4 separate regions of the Mus musculus genome follow, and all the other regions are linked to region 1. The links are chromatin contacts, called in public HiCAR-type and promoter capture Hi-C maps. All regions are on one chromosome and are shown on one strand. The core of a region is the stretch at or near the end of the contact, and the rest is flanking DNA. Distances in the headings are between cores, read along the strand shown. Region 1 holds the start of Igsf10 (immunoglobulin superfamily, member 10). Region 2 overlaps Mbnl1 (muscleblind like splicing factor 1). Region 3 has its middle 39 kb from the start of Mbnl1. Region 4 holds the start of Mbnl1 (muscleblind like splicing factor 1).

Region 1 (2,700 bases), core at 168-2,667:
GTAGATTAGAGGACACAAAGCAACAACTACAGAGTGAAGTAATCCAGAGACTTAATGTATAATATGAGGACTGTATTTAATAATTCTATTTAAGATACACAGCAAACGAGTGTATCTTACTAACACACACACTTACATAGAGAGAATAAAGTGATAGATACGTTTGTTTTATCTTCATGTAGCTGATAATTTCATATTGTACACCTCAAACATAGATAACCAACAAAGAGGAAGAGGATAGGTGCCTCTCCCAGGGCGGAAGAGTACATTCGAAAGTCAGACACCATTGTGTAGATGTACCACATGGAGGAGCTAGAGAAAGTAGCCAAGGAGCTAAAGGGATCTGCAACCCTATAGGTGGAACAACATTATGAGCTAACCAGTACCCCGGAGCTCTTGACTCTAGCTGCATATATATCAAAAGATGGCCTAATCGGCCATCACTGGAAAGAGAGGCCCATTGGACTTGCAAACTTTATATGCCCCAGTACAGGGGAATACCAGGGCCAAAAAGGGGGAGTGGGTGGGCAGGGGAGTGGGGGTGGGTGGATATGGGGGACTTTTGGTATAGCATTGGAAATGTAAATGAGTTAAATACCTAATAAAAAATGGAAAAAAAAAAAAAAAAAAAAAAAAAAAGAAAGTCAGACACCTCACTTCACTGCTATCTCAACTTGCAAACAGAAGGGGAGTCACAAACCCAGGACAAACCACAGTGATTGAAGCGTCTTTGAATGTTATTGCTGTTGTTGTTACCACCATCATTAGCATATATTCATTGTGAAGACTTACGGGGTCTATGACATGTTTTTTTATTCAAGTATATCACATGCTGTCAGCATATTTGGCACCACTACCAGCCCCAGCCCCCTCTGCCCCGCCCCCAACACACACACACACACACACACACACACACACACACACACACACACACACACACACACACACCTTTACCTTCTCCTGGGCATCATCTGCTCACTCACCCACCCAAGCTTAATCCTTTTCCTTCCCTGCAATAGTACCTCTCCTATTTTTATGTCTAGGTTCCCCCTCCCCCTGTTAGGAGATGGGAGAGGTCACGAAAGGAAAGAATTTGTAGCCCCTGAGCCAGCCCGGGCCACAGAGCCTGCCACCAGACAGGAAAAGCCCAGGGCTTACCAGCACAGGAGGAGCAAACTCGCAGGCGAGCCTGGGTTGGCGCTGGTGGTCCCGGGTCGATGGCCCGCCCATTCCCAGAAGCCGAGGCTATAGCTGCGTCACCTGCCCCGCCCTCCTCCCGAGTGAAGACCCCTAGAGGCTGAGCAGACCCCAAAGGCGGTGCAATTCCATTGGCCCAAGGCAGAGGTGAGCGGCTGCTAATCCCCTCGGGAAGTGAAGGGACCCAGAGAGTCTGGTAGATGTGGGAGCTGGGGTTCAGGGCGAGACAGAGGGTGGGATGGGCAGAAGGGTCCAGGAAAAGGAAAGTACTGGAGGGGAGTTGGGACAAAAGCAGCGACCAAGGGAACATCGCTTCAGTGACTGAAGCCAGGCAAAAGGAGCGGGAAGGATTATATGTAGCCTGGGACGCTTTCATAAACACTGATGACGTGTTTGTGCAAAGCAAGCAATTTGAGGAGAAACGCCTGGGACGTCGGAAAGAAGGAGTGATCGATTAGTACTTGTAAGTTTAGGTGAGTTTGAGAACTAACTAACCTATACTATTGAGGGAGAAGGAAGAGCATTCCAGCAGCAGCAGCAGCAGCAGCAATCAGATAAAGGAAAGCTTTGGTTAGTTTGGAAATGTATGATACCATTAAAATAACAGAAGCGCCTCCAGTTCTCTGAAGAGTCAGTCCCCCAGCTAGTGAAGACTAAGCCTACTAAGCCTTTTGCTCCCGTTGGAAGCAAAGAACGTTCCTTCAATCAGGTGAAGGCTCTCCTCAGAAGATTTCCTGTCTCTGCTTATGTTACAAGAGGATTCAAAAGCAAGACAGAAGAGCTCAGGTATTGCCAACTCTTTTGTTAAATACAGTTTGAGGCTTAAGTGTACGGGAACTCATGTGGTATTCATTTACGGCTCTCTTCTCTTATAACTAACTCTTAAGGTGCATATAGTCTCTTCTGTTTCCCAGCTACCTTGTACCATCTTTGTTTATCTAATAATAGCAAGCTCATCTGCTTTTTAATCATCACGCAGAGAGTATTCAAAAATATTCAGTGATGTAACAGTGACAGTGTAGGCATAGAAGTAATCATTAGTAAATCTTAATTTGGGTTAAACTCATTCATAACAGCTCCAGGTTGGGAGGGATCACTGAGCCTTCGCCACGTGCGGGTTAAAGATATTTTCTAACAAGAGAAGCAGAATTCTTCCTTGGCCATGCTCCCCATCACTGTGTCAGTAAGCAGAGGGGTGTTTCCAAGCAGAGAAAGAGCAGACAGTGTTATGCCTGCAAAGTCAGAGACTCAGCCCTCCCAGCTGGTCAGTTTACTGTCCTCCCGGTCATTAGTTGGCTCTGAAAAGGCCCATGTGTCCTTATTGGCAAGGACTTGCAGACATGCTAGAAAGAAATTTGACCTTTTTTTCTAGTGGGTTATTACAGCTGTAAAAGTATTTTGGAAGGTTAAGCCAAATAAATAAAACACATATTAAATAATACAATGTTACAAAAATTGATCATATAAAGAAGTACATTCATAAATGCAATGTGAAAAATATAT
Region 2 (2,929 bases), core at 281-2,780, 1.2 Mb before region 1:
ACTAAAACAGACTGTGCAGAAGCTCCTACGCTAGTGTTCCTTATAGCTTGCTTGCACCCATGGAGGGCTTTTGCAAGTTTGCAAGAGGACCTGCACCCTGAAAAGACATGCTAGCTTTCTTAACATCGGCATTATGGACAATTAGGGCCACATATAAATGTTGTTGTGTGGGTTGGAGTACTACAGGATGTTTAGACTGTACCAGACTATCATGCCCAGCTGGGTACAGCAGTGGACATCATTAAGATAATTACCAGTTGAAAGACAAACACTGACTTATACCCACCCAGTGAAATATAATGGAGGCTTTATTAGTCAGTTAGGGATGCCATAAGAAAAATGTCACAGACTGGGTCATTTAAACAGAAATTAATTTTCTCAGCTTTAGAAGCTCAAAAACCAAGATGAAGGTCCTATCCTACCCAGTTTTCAGTCAGAACTCTCCTCATGGGTTCCTTTGTCTTTGCTTCCATATCAACAACTCCCTTAGTGTTCACAGAAACAGGAAGGAGAGAGGGCAGGAAGGAAAGGAGGAAGGGGGGAAATGGGGGATGTAGACAGAGACACTACCACTCTAACCTCACTTGTAATTCTTCTTGTCAGTGCACTGATTCTATTAGATTATGATTCTAGTCTTCTGCCGTGGTTAATCTTAGTTCTAGTCTTAAAAACCTCATTTACAAATCTACCATGAGATTAAGACTTTGGTCCATTTATTCTACATGTACAATAGCTGATATTCTAAAGAGAGCTCTATGCATTCTAAAAATGTTACCATTTTCAATGGAAAGGGTTATTCTGGAAATGTCCTCAAACATAAAGTATTAAGTTTATACTGAGCAACATGAAGTAAAAGGAGCATGCAGCTGACCAGTTATCCCTGCTAATTAAGTCAATTACTAAGAGCTGCACACTTTAAAAACCTTGAAAGCATGAATGAATGAGTTTCAATATTTACTTATTTTTCTTGCACAGTTCTGTAAACAGTCTGAATGTTAAGATATTTACTAGAAAAGAGTGATAGATAAATTATATCTCAACTTCTTACAGTTAGTTTACCATAGATACAAAATATGTATTCAACTGAAACAGAATGGACTGGGAATTCAGGCTTTCCTCTTTTCTGGTCCCATGACAAGTTCTTATTACACACACACACACACACACTCACAGCCAGTTAACTTTATAATTTATCATTACTTGAAGGAATACTGGCTCCATATAATAAGCCCTAAACTGTCTTCATCCATATCTAACTGGGTCACAAATGGGAGATTTTAGGTAACAGTTTCTAGCTACTTAAAGAGTCATTTATAGAACTCAATAGCTGTTCTAGGCAGTGTTTTGTAGAACATTCCTAAGGTTTGATGATGAAGATTCTTGTATATTAAAACCAATAGTGACATTTACAATATCCCAAAATACCCTCCCTGCTGACGCAGTATCAAGGCACTCCACCTCACTGGGATACTGTGACTTTCCCAGAGTGCTCAGGAGCCTGCATTGCACAACTCCATTAATCATCTTGGAAATGACCAAAGTGAAACTCTATACCTCTGCTTGGTGTTCTGAGTGCACAAGCTTTGGGTTGGCACCTTGGGGGGGGAGGGGGGAGGAAGTGAAACGGCAGCAAATCACAGACATTCTTGTGACAAAAATATCATGTCTCCCCCCAGCAGCTTTTGCTTATGAGAGATCACATACACATGCAGCTGTGACAGCAGGTTGCATCTGCACCGTCATCACCAGAAATCCAGATCTATTTAGAGCTGCCTCTGACAGGATGGCACACAAAGAAACAGTCTTGCTTTTCTCATAAACGTGTGGTCTCTATGCCACAGAATCCTAACAATATATAGACACTAGTGCTGTGGAGGCTTCACCAGCACCATCAACATTCCTGGTTCCATATACTGTGTGGGCTACAGAGATGGATCCAGTCTATACCCCTGAACCAAAGTGGAGTTTCTATGACCTTGTAAAGTCCAGTGACATTTGGTAGGTGCCAGGACCATTAAACAGTCCAACATGTGCTGGCTGCTTTTTTATGGCATCATAAAACTGGAAATGCCAGATCATTATATACACACACACATATATATATACATATATATATATATATATATATATATATATATATATATATATATGTACATATGTGTGTGTGTGTATTCAAATTGCTCCAATTATATTTTTCAGCACATAGACGATGGCCAAGCCATTTATGATGTTTTAGGGATTGCAAATCAAACCAGCTAATAATCAAAAGGCCCAGTGTTTACATAATAATCTTTGGTGGTGTCTTTGTAGGGCATGTTTTTCATCACTGTGACATTACAATGTGGATGATAACATGGAAGAAGTCAGGAGGTAACCTTAGGTAAAACATAGGCATGCTTCTATCTGGCTCTTAAAATTACTAAGGCAGCGTTTGCATACACATGCTAGCTCCTGGTCCACTTATTCAGGAAACCTCCAGCTTGTATCCTCCCCTCCCGACAGCACTGATCTAAAACCAAAAGATGCATCTTGTTATGATAAAGGAATATTTATTATTAATTATTAATACTTACTAAGCTTGCATGAGGCTTCTGTGTTAAGTGCTATGCTAAGCACATTATGGATGTTGACATGACAACTTAATGCTCCAGCATCAGTTATTCTACCTTTCTGTTACTTTGGGGAACCACAGAAGGTGTATTTTGACTGTTCATAAATACATCACTGAACCCCTGTCTACTCAGTGAGCTGGAGCTCCTAGACATTGTATTAGGATACACATTCATACCAATTGCATTAGACTTGTTTATCTTTAAGTATAAGTACCTAACCACTGACCTCTCAAAATAAAACTACAAATGGGACCAGCAAGAACAGGTCCTAACTAAATGAAGGATTCAACTATGGTGAGTTCTGCCAAAGGGGGGAA
Region 3 (2,700 bases), core at 170-2,669, 1.1 Mb before region 1:
AGATATTTCTCGGAGAAGCAAGTCCTTGCTGGATATGTGCTAAGGGATGGTGCTTCTAGAACTTCTTAGCATTGCTGAAAACATGTGATTACTGTCTGCAAATGGATTAAATACTTTCCCTTTGTGAAACCTTTGACTGGTTCAACAACAATTGTATGATTCATGCCAACAAGAAAGATACAGTACTAGAAATCCATGCTCTTCTATTAGGAAACTCTGAGGAGCCATGGCAACAGGAGAACCAGGAAGAGAAAGAAGATTTGAAAATGAACTTTAAATAAACAGGTGACACGAATAACAACAAAGTATTTTATTTAAGCTAATAGTCTAACAGTGTAATGATATTTAACAATAATATAAAAATGTAATAATAGGTAGAAATACACAAAATCATGTTATTTCCACCTTTAAATATAAATTTAAACCACTTAAAATGATACCCAATGAAAACTTCAATATTCAGTCACACCAGCCTCATTTCAGTTGCCCAGTAGCATCAGGCAGCATTATTCTGCACTGTCATTTCTAGAGTATAACAGGAATCAGCTGGGAAAAGATGCAGGACAAATTTTGTTCCAGTGAAAGGATGCTAGGAGCTACAGCATCCTTAAAGGTTTGGGTTCCTTACTCGGGTTAGCAATGATGTCATTCCCTAGACTCCTGTTGTACACTTAAGGTTTTTATGGGCAACAAAGCTCACGCATTTAGAGAAGGGTAACCAGGAATCTCATCTTACATCCTCTATTGTTTTCTTTCTGACATGCTGCATGTTGCACCCACCATATCACTGAGCTACACCCCAGCTGGGCAATCTCATGCTGAGTAGGGGTCTCTCAATACCTTCTTTCTTTTGTCCATGTCAAGACTTGGAACATTCCTATCACTGGTATGTTATATGTAAATATATTAATTATTCATCCAAAAATTGCTGACCCAACCTGGATCCTCATCATTGTAGGATATCAAAAATTATGTTTGTATAATAGGACCATTAAATTAAAAATGCAAATAATATCCCTTTTAGTCTTATAACATATATAATATAAATATTATACATTAAAATAGCTTTCAATTTTTAATTTGGTATACTTAAATGTCTTTAAATTAAATTTTCTGATTGACACTTCATTTTTTATTTTTGTAAATATAAAATATTTTAAGAATGTAATATTTTTTATTCTGGAAATTTTGTTAAATTTTAATCAAATGCATATATAAATTCTAAGTCCTAGAATTGCTTTAGGAAATGAATTATACTTTAAAAAATTCAAATTTTTCTTCCCCACTTCTTTGCTAAGAACCACTTTTTTCCATAAAGGCATTTCAAATAACTGAGCAGATTTTTAGATAGTAAGTAAAATATTCCCCTCCTGCCAGCTGGATGAAGAGAGGTTTGCTATTTCTATAGTAAAACAACGACAAAAACCCTCATATGTATGCATAACAAATAATATACACAACACAGTAAGTAGTACGTACTGCAGACTAGGGATCAGGTCAAGAAAAAATAGGACCCAAAGGGAAGAGGTAGAAAATATTACTCTTACACTGAGAGGCTTATGCAATAGCCCTTAGTGGCAGCCACAGCAAGCCAGAGCCACAGTGAAATGTTGAGCTGCTTTCATAATCAGAGTTCCAGGACACAGAGGTGCCATTAGTGTGTGTGCATTTCCCATTAGTGTGTGCAATGCCATTAGTGTTAGAAGCTCTCATAGCATGATACATTAGCTTTAAGCGATTGCTTTTGTTTGTTTATTTGGAGCTGCGGTGAAATTTGCATTTGGAAAAAGGCAGATTCGCAGTAACACATTCTAAAATGATGTAGTATTTCTAAGTGGGGAAGTAGTTCTATGTTTATTGAAGGCAGATGTCTTTCTCAATTGTATTAACTATTTTTGACATTTGAGGACCAATTCTGACAGTAGCTGGTAAATATAGTCTACCATCTGGCCACTACAGACAGCCTTTGGACAGTCATTTTGACATACTGAAGAGCTTTACAATGTACTATTTTGTTGTAAAACATGAAGAAATGGAAGCTTAATGCATCCGTTTCTTCCCCAAAGCCAATTGCCAGCAGTCATACAGCTTTTAAAAAGCTTCTGAGACACCACTTCTGTTCTATAGTGACTGAAACTTCGCAAACTTATCAAAGCTTTAATTTATGGCACACGCCAAAGAACGTGATCCATCATTCTACACCCAACTAACTCAGAGGCTTCTGCAGTTTGCTTTTTTAACTGTCAGGATAATGTACTATGCCCTGTGGAAACCCATTTATGAAAGAATGTATGTGCAAATGCATAAATGTATACACAAGCAGTATACGTATATAAATATGTGTATCAAGCCATTTATTATATGTATACATCTATATTTAATCTATTTAGCTATATTATGTTTGGGAGCTGTAGAAAGAGATCATTATCAAACTTTGGAAATCCAAAGACAAACCTGTGAAGGCTAAAATTTATTGTTTATTTCAATTATCTGGGTATAATTACTACTCTATCTGGATATATATTCTTCCAGACACATCTATATTTATATCATCTATATCTGTATCTATACCTATCTATATGTCACCTAGATTAAAATTTTAAATTTGAGGTTTTTATTATTTTCTTTATTATATTATAGCAGAATCCTATGAACTGACTTCCTATTTTTTTGTTATTTATAGAGTGGAACACATAATAT
Region 4 (2,870 bases), core at 263-2,762, 1.2 Mb before region 1:
ACAACACCAACATTGTAAAGCCATAGACAGAGACAGCCTGGTTTGGAAAGTTATGGCCTAAGTAAGTTCCTTGTATGAACACTGTGTTGAAACCCAGGAAGGAGGTCTAACATGCCCACTAGTGTACTATTTCAAAGCATGCTGCAGAAGACCTGCGTATCCAAAGGCCGTAATTATGACTTCCCTCTCCTTGAATTAATTTGTTTGTGAAATAGCTCAGAGTGTTGCAGACTTTATTAATCACTTGCTATGGTCTGTGCCTGTGCTGGTGGACACAGAAACCTAAAACAGTGGCAATAACCTTCCAGGCTGCTTCTAACTTTGTTTTTAATCCTGGGGATGCATACCGCACATAAACCCATCTTAGCAGCGTAATAGGCTTGTCTCAACACCCATGTAGCTGTAAAATGCTGTGGGCTAGCCAGGAAGGCTTCAGCTCCATTTATACATACATGCATGTGTGTGTGTGTATGTGTGTGTGTGTGTGTGTGTGTGTGTGTGTGTAATTTCTTTAAATCTCACGTTACATCCTCTAAAATCAAAGTATTCTCATATGGCACATTACTAACAACATCAGACTCGGTCTTTTTTTTGGGGGGGCGGGGGGAGGAGTGAGGAAAGGTTTCATATTTCTCTTGTTTTTATTTAAAAAACCAGTCCATATACTGACTACTTATCATGAAAGCTGTTCTACCAGCCTACTGTGGCTCCACCCGGAAAGCTCTATACTTACTTTTCTTACAGTTTTTGAGTGACGCACTACAAAACCACCAGAAAGGGAGGAAAAGCGGCAGCCCTCTCAAGCAGGGCGTCTTCCTCCCTGTAAACTTGGCAAAAAGCACACTGGACTGAAATACAGCACTCTCCATATAAGGCAGCCCAACTAAACATGTCATGCGTAATTTATGGGTGGCAAGCAGAGCATTAACCTCTGCGTGCACATACTTGGCCCACATGAAGCCGGTGCTGGGTGGCAGCCCCGGCAGAGGGATGCGGGCGCGGCCGGGACCCGCGCGACCAGTGGCCGCCCCCCGTCGACCCTGGCAGAGGTCACCGAGTTCACAGCACTCGGCCACGCACCTGCCCCGGCTCACCGGCCACTAGTCCTGTCCCGCGGCGCCCCACGGGGGCCCGCAGGGAGGCGCGGGACAGGGCCGGTAGCCGCAGCGCGCGATCGCGGTGCGGCCCGGGGACCCCCGAGCGCCACCCGAGGCCGCCGCAGCGCCGCCCGCAGCGCAGAACAATGCGCGGCCGCCCCGCCACTCACCTCTCACGTGGCCGTGCAGGCTGCCCGCCGGGGCCCCGACTGCCCGGGGCATTGTGGGATCGCGACTCCGGGATGCCCGCCACGGGAAAGGGAACTGGCCGGGTCCGGGTCACGGGAGCATGGCGAGCGCCCCGACTCGACGGGCTGCGGCGAGAGACTGTGGCATGTCGCCGTGCAGCCTCTTATCGCCGCGCGCCGGTTTCCGCCGCTGCGCGGCCCCTCCCCCGCGCCAGCCCCGCCAGGAAGGCGCGCGGACGCGCAGAGCTCCCACGCGCAGCCCCGGCCCCCGCCCGCCCGCCCGCTCGCTCGCCCGGGCCCGCGCCGCTCACCGCCGCTCCAGCTCCCGGGGCTCCGCGCCCAGCCCGCGAGGCCCGCAAGGTTAGACGGAAGGTTAGAGTTAGCTGCCCGGCCTGCAGCAGCAGAAGCAGCGCATCGCCTGGAACCTGGAAGGCGAAGGGCGGGAAAGAAGCTTGCACGGGTGTTGGTGGGTATCTTTCTCAGCACTCACAGTTTTGGAGTTCTGCGAGAAAACTGATCGTCACCCAAACACAAACCCAGGCCACCTTCCTGTCCTATCGGCAAATAAAACTTGCAGTTTAAAGGCTCCCTTACTTCCAACTCTGCAGTGTGGTGTACAGAAAGCAAGCAGGGCTCCCTCTTTTAAAATAAAATAACATCTTAGGCGCTGCAGAGGTACTCCCACGCAAACAAGCCCTGGGCAACTGCCCGCCTGAGCAAATGAAACACCAGCTCCTAGTTCATTAGCTGCTGTCCTGTAACTTGGCTTTGAAAGAAAAGAATTCTGGGCTTCTGAGAAGAGATAAAGTTTGAAGATCTGCGGACGGGATTTCCAGTGAATTTCAAGGAATTCTGATAACTTCGTCAGGGATGATTTTTAACTATAAAAACGTTTGTTTCATGGTTTGAACATGAGTTGAGGTGAGTGAATGCAAACTGGATTTCTCCCTCCCTGTTTCTGTTGAGTGGGTCAGGCACACTCTCCTAGGCGGAGTAAATAAATAAATAAATAAATAAAGTACTCCACTAGTTTGCAGAGGTACTAGTAACAGATCTTGATCCTCTGCTGGTCCATGAAACACGGACTTGCTGCTTACTGATCCCTTCCTGAAATAATTAATTAATTAACTAGTACCACTTCTCAGTGTTAATTATTAAAAGTTCCCAAGTCCCCAACAATGGAAACAAAGTAGAATGACAGTAGCATTTTCTCAGAGAACAGAGACAGGGAGTTTCTAACTGACAATTAGTAACCACCAGCGCCTGAGGACTTTCTCAGCATTCATTCCAGCAACTGGATGGAATGTGAGCTATGGCAGAAGTAGTTAAGTATAGGTAGGATGGAGGTAAGTGCAGGAGGATGGAGTACACGGATTGTACTTTTTGGAGCAGCATGGTAGAAAAGAGCACCAGCCAGCTGGTGCTAAGATGGTAGGCAAATATCCAAAATGCCCTTGAGAAAAGGAGGGAAGGCTCCCTGGAGGAACTTATGCAAGCAGCGCCTTGAAGGATGTGCAGAAGTTGCTAAGATAAAAAGAGAGTTGCCTGGATAGGCTAGCTGGCTAGGGAGATGACTCCTGCGTAA

The links. Promoter capture Hi-C pulls out the DNA fragments that hold promoters and counts their contacts. HiCAR-type assays count read pairs that join an accessible place to other places.
Region 2: a contact with region 1 is called in a HiCAR-type map of fibro-adipogenic progenitors, with 6 times the contacts expected there. The contact joins the enhancer-like site here to the promoter of Igsf10 in region 1. A contact is called at or near these places in 6 of 39 promoter capture datasets (cranial neural crest, hippocampal neurons, liver and 3 more) and 1 of 115 datasets of contacts at active chromatin or transcription factors (fibro-adipogenic progenitors).
Region 3: a contact with region 1 is called in a promoter capture Hi-C map of stem cell-derived epiblast-like cells, with 5 times the contacts expected there. The contact joins the enhancer-like site here to the promoter of Igsf10 in region 1. A contact is called at or near these places in 7 of 39 promoter capture datasets (the 3T3-L1 cell line, the C10 cell line, hippocampal neurons and 3 more) and 1 of 115 datasets of contacts at active chromatin or transcription factors (microglia).
Region 4: a contact with region 1 is called in a promoter capture Hi-C map of liver, with 3 times the contacts expected there. The contact joins the promoter of Mbnl1 here to the promoter of Igsf10 in region 1. A contact is called at or near these places in 8 of 39 promoter capture datasets (cranial neural crest, frontonasal cranial neural crest, hippocampal neurons and 5 more) and 4 of 115 datasets of contacts at active chromatin or transcription factors (the NIH/3T3 cell line, astrocytes, embryonic limb bud and 1 more).

Annotation. Positions count from the first base shown.
Region 1 is chr3:59,342,973-59,345,672 of GRCm38.p6, reverse strand. Igsf10 (immunoglobulin superfamily, member 10) reads left to right here and starts at 1,417. Exons shown (of 7, transcript NM_001162884.1): 1 at 1,417-1,983.
Region 2 is chr3:60,588,247-60,591,175 of GRCm38.p6, reverse strand. The region is part of intron 2 of Mbnl1 (muscleblind like splicing factor 1); the gene reads right to left. Among named protein-coding and RNA genes, the nearest start is that of Mbnl1, 89 kb to the right of the region's middle. Within about 2 kb of position 1,530, at least 51 of the 459 cell types and tissues checked have an H3K27ac peak or open chromatin away from gene starts, as enhancers often do. A contact at or near this core is called in fibro-adipogenic progenitors, where this site is marked.
Region 3 is chr3:60,461,285-60,463,984 of GRCm38.p6, reverse strand. No RefSeq gene overlaps it. Among named protein-coding and RNA genes, the nearest start is that of Mbnl1, 39 kb to the left of the region's middle. Within about 2 kb of position 1,419, at least 7 of the 459 cell types and tissues checked have an H3K27ac peak or open chromatin away from gene starts, as enhancers often do.
Region 4 is chr3:60,499,821-60,502,690 of GRCm38.p6, reverse strand. It overlaps Mbnl1 (muscleblind like splicing factor 1), which reads right to left and starts at 1,512. Exons shown (of 10, transcript NM_020007.4): 1 at 1,268-1,512.